Linked DNA regions of Zea mays: region 1 is linked to region 2. A link is a contact called in public Hi-C data. All regions are on one chromosome and are shown on one strand. Each heading gives the region's core, a stretch centred on a gene start, on an enhancer-like site or on the middle of the called end of the contact. The rest is flanking DNA. Distances are from core to core; before and after follow the strand shown.

Region 1 (4,703 bases), core at 572-3,071, 280 kb before region 2:
GGTGGCTGCAGCAGGCTTGCCTTGGGACGCACAGTCAGATCCGGCAGTCTGGTGGCCGGATTTGCCGTCCCTAAGGTCGGAGTCGATTTGTGGAGAGCCGGCGGGCGAGCTCCCCATGGTGGTGTGGCGGTGAGGAGCGGAGGAAGGTGCAGCGAGTTGTGGCCTGCTCGTGCGGACGATGCAGGCCAGTTCCGCGGTGACGCCGGCCAGGGGGCAGGATGGCGTGGTGGTGGTGGTGGTAGGGTGCTCGGCGATAGCTGGCTTCAGTGGTCGTGTGTGTTAGTGCCATCGATGCCTGTTGGCTTCGGCTCTGGCACGCACCAGTGTGACGCACGTGGCAAAGAGTTGTCCGGTTCTATGTGCCCAGCCGGAGGGGGTGGCGGCCGACGCAGCTTTGTGGCTGCTGCGGCAGCCGGCGCGTTGATGCCCCTCTAGAGGGGTTCGTGCGGGATGTCAGGACGGTGGTGACGGTGGTTCTTGGCCTGACGTTGGTGCTGGGTGGGCTTTTTGGCGAAAGCCTTCACGGGTGTCGCTTCCCTGTTGGGGGTGTCGCATTCATGTAATCATGTCTTCCTTGGGCGAAAGCCAGGTCCATCGCGGACATGTGACGGTGTCGTCCCCGACATCGCTCCCTTCCTGAAGGTGTCGCATTAAAGTTTGTCTTGGCCACGGCTTCGCCTTCGGTGGTTGCTTTCGCTTATCGGGGTCTGGTATGCGGGTGAAGGTGGGACTTTGCAACGTGAAGTCGAAGCTATTACATCAGGGGATGTGGCTCGGGAATAATGACAGATGTCGAGACCCCCTTCTTCGACTAGATTGTTTCGGAGATTTTGGCATTTGCCGAGGGCAGGACAGAGGTTCAAGCTTGTTGGTGAAGAATCGGAGCTGCCTCGTGTGGGGTATGTTGAGGCTTGGCAACGACGGCGCACCGCGATCTTCCCCCTTCTGTGCCGGTGTTTGAATGTAGGTGTAGTCGTTTTCTTTGGCCATGTGTGGCCCGTCTTACGGAGTAGGAGCTGCTTGTCCCTTGGGTCGAGCTCGGCAACGATGCCTCTAGATGAGTTGTGTGGGTTAGGCTTTCATTGTCTGGCCTGTTTGTGCATTTTGTATAGGTTTCGGGTCCGGTTATCCTTAAAACTAGCTCCTGTTCCTGCGTTACGTTAAAAAAAATCCCAATATCTCTTGCTACATATAGTGCTACGGATGGTCCCGTGATTTCCCCTTAAACCCACAGGTCACAAACGCAGATAAAATTACATCGCGCTCACTAAGTCTGTTCGCCACACGTGAAACGTTCGTTCAACGCCTGCGCTCTGCAAACCCTAATTCAGTTCCGAAAAAACAAGGAAACGAGACCATGGTGCAGTAAGAAAAACTTCGGCACAATATGTTGCGAGGGATGGGGATGGGTATATTAGTGGTACCCCAGTCATCGGCATCGTCGGCGTCGGACGCGGCGGGGCCGGTCAGCCGGTGCGGATCCATCAGGCGCAAACGGACATCGAACTCCTGACGCGGATGGGCGCGAGAGCCCGGGTCCGCTACTTCAAGGGCTCCGGCGGCGTCGGTGGGGGTGAGGGGGCTGAGGTTAGGCGGCCGCCGGCCACGGAATCAGGATGAGGAAGGCGGGTGCGCTGTGTCTGGAGGAGCAGATGCGGCGAGGCAAGGTCGGAAGAACAAAACAAAGCAAGAGATGATGAGAAGGAACTGGAGTTTGGAATCTGGCGGGTAGTATGACAGTTTTACCCCTGAATTTCTGGTCCTCCCGACCTATCTCGAGCTGGAAAATTTGAGAAACCAAACAACTGTTTCGATGCATACATCTCTTTCTACTAGGAAACACCAAATTTTACAAACCGTTTTTATTGTTGTTGACGTATTTTTTGGCGCCAAACACTCAACACGAACCAGCGGCGGTGCTCTCTGATCAGGCGCGGACGATCCGTGGCCAGGGGTCGGACGGTCCACGATCTAGCGCGAGGCTAGGGTTCTCTGCCTGACGGCCGAACGGTCCGCGCCCTAAGGCCGGATGGTCCGCGCGTGCGCAGGGGCGGTGAAAGATCGCCGGTGGCGCCTGGATCTTGCTCCCGGGAGGGACCCATCGGGGAGGAGAGATTCTAGGAGTTGTCTAGGCTCGGGCAGGCCGACCTAGACTCCTCTAATCGACGTAGAGTCGAAGAGAAGCGGAGAATTTGAGGATTGAGAGGCTAAACTAGAACTAGACTAGAACTACTCCTAATTGTACAGGAAATAAATGCGAAATAGAAGTGTTATTGATTCGATTGATAATTACAAATCGGCTGTATACCTCTCTATTTATAGAGGAGGGGGGCTGGACCCTTTACAAACTAATTTCCGAGCTAATTTCGTGAATCTAGCTAACAACCGTAGCATAAAACTCGAAACCCTAAACTGCTCTGCGCATGCGCGGACCGTCCGGCCCATAGGCACAGACTGTCCGAACCGCGGACCGTCCGGCCTCAGGGCCGGACCGTCCGCCAGCTTAATTAAGTGCTCAACATATGCCCCCTGCCTTTTGGTAGAGCTGAGTAAACCAAAAGCAACTAACTCGATGTGATTACATCGGTTCTCTTAGACATCTTGCCACATACTAGGATGGTACTGTTTGAGGAAACGCCCATTCAAAGCCTTGGGTAAATCCTTGCCTTGTAATGTTTGTAGTAAATAGGCGTTACCAGACATTACCTGTTTTACTTTATAAGGACTCTCCCAGCTTGGCAACCATTTCCCAAACTTCCGGTCTTTATTCCTTAGAGGCAGGATGGTCTTCCACACTAGGTCCCCTACTTGAAATGACTTCGCTTTGACCTTCTTGTTGTAGGCCCTGGCTACCATAATCTTGTCCTTTTCTATTGCTCCCAAAGCTATCACCCTCTTGTCGGTCACCTCATCAATATTATCCATCATTGAATTATAATAATCAATGACGGTTATATCATTTTGTCTGGCGAACCTGACAGCATTCAAACTTATTTCCACAGGCAACACTACTTCCTGCCCATAGACAAGCTTAAAAGGAGATACTTTAGTAGCACTATGTTTAGATATTCTGTGAGCCCATAAAGCTTCGGACAAAATCTTATGCCAATGCTTAGGATTATCGGATATCTTCTTCTTTATCAAGTTAATCAATGTCCTATTACTAGACTCGGCCTGCCCATTGGCCTGAGCATAATATGAAGATGAATTAAGCAACTTAATTCTATATAATTCAGCAAATTCACGTACCTCCTTTGACATAAAAGAAGTTCCTTGATATGTAGTCAAGGTCTAGGGAATGCTGAATCTATGTATAATTGTCGGTGTTTCGAAACCCGGGGGGTCCCTGGACCGACGAGTGAATCATCGCCGCGTGCCCCAGCTCAGATGGGTCGACGCGAGGCGGAACGCGAAGGGGGGAAAGGAAGCAGCCGGAGGGAGGCAGGCGTGAGAGAGTGGATCCCGCGGCCTTCGTGTTAGCCCCGCGCCTGAGTCGGGTGCGCTTGCAGTAGGGGGATACAAGCGTCCACGCGGGAGTGGGAGCGAGCGGCCTTGCGTGAGCGCCGTCCCGTCCTTCTCCACGCGGGCCAACTAACCCCCTGTAAGAGGACCCTGGTCCTCCCTTTTATAGGCGTAAGGAGAGGATCCAGGTGTACAATGGGGAGTGTAGCAGTGTGCTAACGTGTCTAGCGGTGGAGAGCTAGCGCCCTAAGTACATGCCATCGTGGCAGCCGGAGAGGTCTTGGCACCCAGTTCGCGTGGTGTCGTGGCTGTCAGAGGAGTGCTGGAGCCTGGCGGGAGGACAGTTGTTGGGGCTGTCGAGTCCTTGTTGACGTCCTCTTGCTTCTGTAAGGGGTCTGAGAGCCGCCGTCGTCACAGGGCATGCGGGGGTGCCATCATTACTCGCATGGTGGAGCGAGCTAGATGGGACGCCGGTCTGGTTCCCCGTAGCCCGAGTCAGCTCGGGGTAGGGTAATGATGGCGCTTCCTGTTGACGTGGTCGGTCCATGCCCTAGGCTGGGCGAGGTGGAGGCTCCTCCGAGGTCTAGGTCGAGGTCGAGCCCCTGGGTCGGGCGAGGCGGAGTTCGTCGTCTTCCGGGGCTGAGCCCATGTCCGAGCCCTGGGGTCGGACGAGGCGGAGTTTGCCGTCTTCCGGTGCTGAGCCCGAGTCCGAGCCCTGGGTCGGGCGGAGCGGAGTTCGCCGTCTTCCGGGTTGAGCCCGAGTCCGAGCCCTGGGTCGGGCGGAGCGGAGTTCGTCGTCTTCCGGGGCTAAGCCCGAGTCCGAGCCCTAGGTCGGGCGGAGCGGAGTTCGCCGTCTTCCGGGGCTGAGCCCTAGTCTGAGCCCTGGGTCGGGCGAGGCGGAGTTTCCTATGACGCCCGAGGCCGGCCTTGGCTGCTGTCAGCCTCACTCTGTCGGGTGGCTCAGCAGTCGGAGCGGCGCAGGCGGCGCTGTCCTCTTGTCAGACCGGTCAGTAGAGCGGCGAAGTGACTGCGGTCACTTCGGCTCTGTTGACTGGTGGGCGTGCGTCAGGATAAAGGTGTCAGGCCACCTTTGCATTAAATGCCCCTGCGATTTGGTCGGTCGGCGTGGCGATGTGGCCAAGGTTGCTTCTCGGTGAAGACTGGGCCTCGGGCGAGCTGACGGTGTGCCCGTTGCTGGAGGGGGGTCCTCGGGCGAGACGTAGGTTCTCCGGGGCCGGCTT
Region 2 (4,955 bases), core at 1,070-3,569:
GGGATATAAACAGGCTTCTTTGAGAGTACCAAGGATCAAGACAAGTTTGAAAATACAACTAAAAACAATAATATTTTGAGATTTTCTTGTTATAGCTAAGCTATCGACTAAACTTGATAGAAACTTATACTAAACTTGAGAGAGAAGGGGAGCTTGAACATCAAATTATTGTAAAGCTTTTGTGTATATTTGAGCTCATCTCGATTAGGTATATATAGCCAAACGAGTGTAAATGTAGAACAAGTGGATCCTCTACAATTACTTACTAGGATATAACTGCAGATGGGTTACTAGCATGTGGATACAGTCTAGACCTGATCCCACACATCAGTTTAGCTGCAGGTGGATATGCTTCCTAGTGTAGGAGGGGTCGGTCGACACCTCTCTTCCTCGTCTATCTCACATAAGGGTGGTAATGTGCCCTAGATTTTACACTATAAATTTTAAGGATCGAATCGGATTAGGATCAGACTTTATTTTAATTTATTTTTAAACTAAAATTATTTAAGGACCTTAACGCTTTGTGAAGGTGCATATGGATAGTAATCCATTACCACCCCTAATCTCACATGTAGAGATGTCAATGAGGAATTCTCCACCGGGTTATAGCATCCCAAACCCAGCTCCATCATGTTTGATCCATCCACATACCCATACCCATCATGGGTGCAAACCTATCCCATACCCAGCCCTATTCGGGTTTTAGGTCTCCAATGGGTCCACATCTCCAATTAAGGGATAACTAGGTATTAACAGCTAGCACAAACTATCTAGATTTCAGACATCACCACATGTCAAGTACTCATCCATGAACCATGATCCATTCAACCATCTATTAGAAAAGAAATCAGTACTTCGGGACCAATAGAAGAAATGAAGAAATGGAGTCGGTTGGCTGGCTGGCAGGGTGTAGCGTATGGCTGATTATTTTAGTGTTTTGTTTTTTTCTAGTCTACTAGTTGTCTGGCCGTGTTGCCTTGTTGGGATAGGACCTAGACCTGGTGTGCTGCCGTGCTGGGCTTGGTGGCCGACTCAGACTCAACTCATTCATACAAACAGGACAGGTGTACACGTATGAAATATCCATGGGTAATCAGGTTTGGATTATTGCTTCCCAAACTCATACCCGTTTACTCAATGAGTGGAGACTTTATCCCATATCCATACCATGGGGACAATTTTTGTTTTATACCCGTACCCTAATAGAGTAATTTCCCACGACTTAGTGGGTATTGGGTACCATCAACATCTCTACTCACATGCTTTATTTTGGATTCCAGAAAAGCGACCGATGAAACAAAGTTGACAAAAAAAAAAGAGGGCATCAATGGTCGGCCGGCCATCTACTTCTCTTTTTTTTTATTCTTTTTTACTTTCTTCACCTCCAAATTTACTCGTATTCCCTATTAAAGCAAAGCAAGAGAGCTGCTAGATACGGTGAGGAGAGGGTTGCCCAATCAATCACGAGGCCGGGTTCCAATAGTGGTTGGTTACAAGTCCTAGATAGTCGACGTTGAATCGCTTCAACTGGACTTGTGTATATACAGCATACATCGGAAGATCCGCGGCTAATTTCTCAGGTCTCAATCAAGCGATAGGAGCGTGGTTTCGCGTCGAGTGCTCACTCATCTCAAGCGTCACCGTCGACCGTGGAGCACCAAATCAACCCGTGAGACGGGGCAGATTAGATTCTTCCCATCCAAGGGGCGGTCGCAATGATGACAGATGATAAAGGCGAGGTTCGCGTCGTCAGTATTAACGATAAAAAAAACACCGGCGCATCAGAATGTCCAAAGTAAAACTACTACTCCTTTTTTCATTATTTATCTTCCTAAGACTGCCCCGGTTGGACCGAACCAAACCAAACCACCACCTCGTATCGTCTGTGCCCACCGTGCTAGAATAATAGTATCGCACTGCACGATGACTATTTCCTTTTACTTTAAGTTACAAAACCATTGGATTTCTTACATTACAAATTAATTTAGTTCTAAATAAAAATAAATCATTTTTGATTTATGATTTATTCGATTAGAGATGGTGTAATTAATTTAGTTCTAAATAAAAATAAATCATTTTTGATTTAGGATTTATTCGATTAGAGATGGATGAAATGAGATAGAAGTGGATTAAATCTTCTTCTATTTAAAATAGAAGGAGATTTAACCTCCTCATATCCCACCCTGTTCGAAGGAGCCCAAGCCCAAGGGGCGCACGCGCACGTGGGTTGAGACGAGTGATCACTGGCCACATCCGGACCCAAAAATATCACGGGGTCGGGGGAGGATAAACATGAGCCGAACCCAACCGGGAGAAGCAGAGGGAGAGCAGTCACCAAACCAAAACCGCTCTCGAGTCTCCATCCATTCTCTCCGCTCATCCGCAGCTCTCGAGTCTCCAGCTCTAGCTAGCCTTAGCCTCGTCCAAGGGACGAAGGGGCCACCATGAGCGTGGTGATCCTGGACGGCTCCACGGTGCGCGGCTTCGTGGCGGACGAGGCGGCCTTCGCGCGCAGCCTGGACGCGCGGTTCGCCGCGCTGGACGCCAACGGCGACGGCGTGCTGTCCCGCGCCGAGCTCCGGCGCGCGCTCGAGTCCTTCCGCCTCCTCGACGGCGGCGGCTTCGGGTCCGCCCAGCCGGCGCCGCTCCCCGCCGAGGTCGCCGCGCTCTACGACGCCGTCTTCGAGCAGTTCGACGCCGACCACAGCGGCGCCGTCGACCGCGCCGAGTTCCACGACGAGATGCGCCGCATCATGCTCGCCGTCGCCGACGGGCTCGGCTCCCAGCCGCTCCAGGTCGCCGTGGACGACGAGGGCGGGAGCTTCCTGCTCGAGGCAGCCGAGCACGAGGCCGCTGGGATCGCCGCCAAGATCGAAGCCAACCGCAAGGCGGAGGCGGAGGCGGAGGCGGCCAAGTGACGACGTGTCCCTCGTGCGGGCCCTGCGCTTGATTTTCTGGGTGTTTGCTACTACGTACTAGTACTACTTACCTGGCGGCCGATGTGCCGCCGCACGTGTACGGTATACTACGTAACTAGAAGCGGCCAGCACCAGCTACTCAAATCACTGCTGATGCTACTTGTGAACGGAATAAAACCTGTCAATCATTTTAGTGGTCTTGCTTGCATAAAACACTTCTTTGTCGTCAAATCTTCGGTCCACTTTCTTGTAGCCCTAACAGCACTTGTTAGTGAGGAGATTTTTGTCATTGTGAAAGACGACACGCTGCTGCTGAGGACTTGTTCGATTGGTTATTTGTTCTCAATCCATGTGGATTGACATGGATTGAGTGAGATTATGGATATGGATTGAGTGAGATTATGGATTGAGTGAGATTGGATAAATTTAAATCTTAAGTAAATTAATTTTTTTTAATTTTTTTCTAATTTTATCTAATCTATATATAATGAGAATAACCGAACAAGGTCTTCTTTTCAATTCTATTTAATATATGTATAATGGAAATAATCGAACAATGCCTGAAATGAAAAACCTTCCCAAATAGAAAACCTTCACCCGTCTTTGTCATTTACCGTTATTACTGTTATAAATTTAGAGAATGCTTTCAATATATTTATATATATTAAATATCTTAATTCTGAATAAAACAAGCATATAACTCAGATAAATGTCATATGTAATTATAGCAGCAATGGACAGTAGCAATTTTAGGACATGTAAACATATAAAATAGCTACTCAGGTCCATTTCAAAATTAAACATGGCTTGCAGATGAAAAAGACAGATTTATTGTTTATCTTTTTATATTGCTTCAAAATAGCGGGTTGCTGCACTAGACAACCCTCCAACGTTAAAGGGTGATCAAAAATCATCGACTAATGTGACAGTCATATCTTACCAAATCAGGGTTTTAGATCAAATATAATAAGCCTAATAATCAAGTATAAATACTAATAGTAAGGAGTTGTAAACTAAATAATATAGCAGAATTTAACACAGGTAAACAGCCTCAACAAATAGAGATATAATTAGGCCTAAATAATATTAATGCTGAAAAGAAGGGGATCCACTTCCCTTATGAAGGGAGATGACCAGGGCAGCCGCCAAGGATGGATCCATGCGAGATGCGCAAGCTTCGGCGTCAGTTCCGTGGGAACCGGGGAGGAGTTGAGCGCCGCCGCCCCAACTCTGACGCGAGTTTTTTCTGGGAAACACCTTGCTCGGTCTCCCCTCCGTGCTTTGCCTGCGCGTAGGTTTTGGTTGCCGCTGGCTGGGCTGCTCGGCCAGCCGGCCTAGTAGCGGCCCAGCTGGCCAGCCTTTTTTTAATAAAGTGAAAACTTAAAAATGGTCATCAATCCCCACCATTTTCACTCTTATTTTCTAATCAATGTCATTGAGCTCCCGTACTATTTATATACTACTTTTCGGCAGTGATACTTGTTAGGTTTGAACCAAAGCCTATCCCAGTGTACTCCAACCCTGCACGAGTAAGCGGAGGACTACGCCTTGATCCACAAACCCTAGTGTGAGAATCTTCACACAAAAGGCACATAGTACTAGGCAGATTATCTGCTTCTCTTACGGGGCAGGGCGTTACGGTCATGCCCTTTAATATCTATTCATGAACTCACTAGAGAGAAAACCCCATTCTCTCCCGGACTGCGACCCCACAGTCAGCTCATATAGGTGAAATCATTAAGGAAATTTTGTAGGACAATTTCCCTGCTTATAGCATTGACTTCATTAAGAGCATATCGCTCAACCTGCCATACAGATAGAGCACAACAACTAATGAGACTCTTTGTCTTTTGTGCTCTTGGTTCCATAGTGCTTCGTTTCCTGGAGCCTGGATCTCGGGACCTCCGGTCACACAGGATAGTTATCCGCAGTTGAAACCGCTAACAGGGTACGAGTCCCATTCCCATGCACACTGCTTGGATTGGCTTTTGAGCCAGTCCTTTGGTGAAAGGATCAACAAGGTTCCTTTCAGACTTG

What was found. Hi-C and Micro-C count contacts between places; a contact is called where the count stands out from the background.
Region 1: a Hi-C map of ear shows a contact between it and region 2, with 2.6 times the contacts expected there. The contact joins the promoter of LOC103636270 here to the promoter of LOC100191804 in region 2. A contact is called at or near these places in 2 of 25 Hi-C or Micro-C datasets (ear and leaf).

The regions. Positions count from the first base shown.
Region 1 is chr1:72,622,550-72,627,252 of Zm-B73-REFERENCE-NAM-5.0, reverse strand. It overlaps LOC103636270, which reads right to left and starts at 1,821. Exons shown (of 3, transcript XM_008658634.4): 1 at 1,425-1,821. The coding sequence starts at 1,485.
Region 2 is chr1:72,340,875-72,345,829 of Zm-B73-REFERENCE-NAM-5.0, reverse strand. LOC100191804 reads left to right here and starts at 2,319. Exons shown (of 1, transcript NM_001137229.2): 1 at 2,319-3,146. The coding sequence starts at 2,445. The coding sequence ends at 2,918.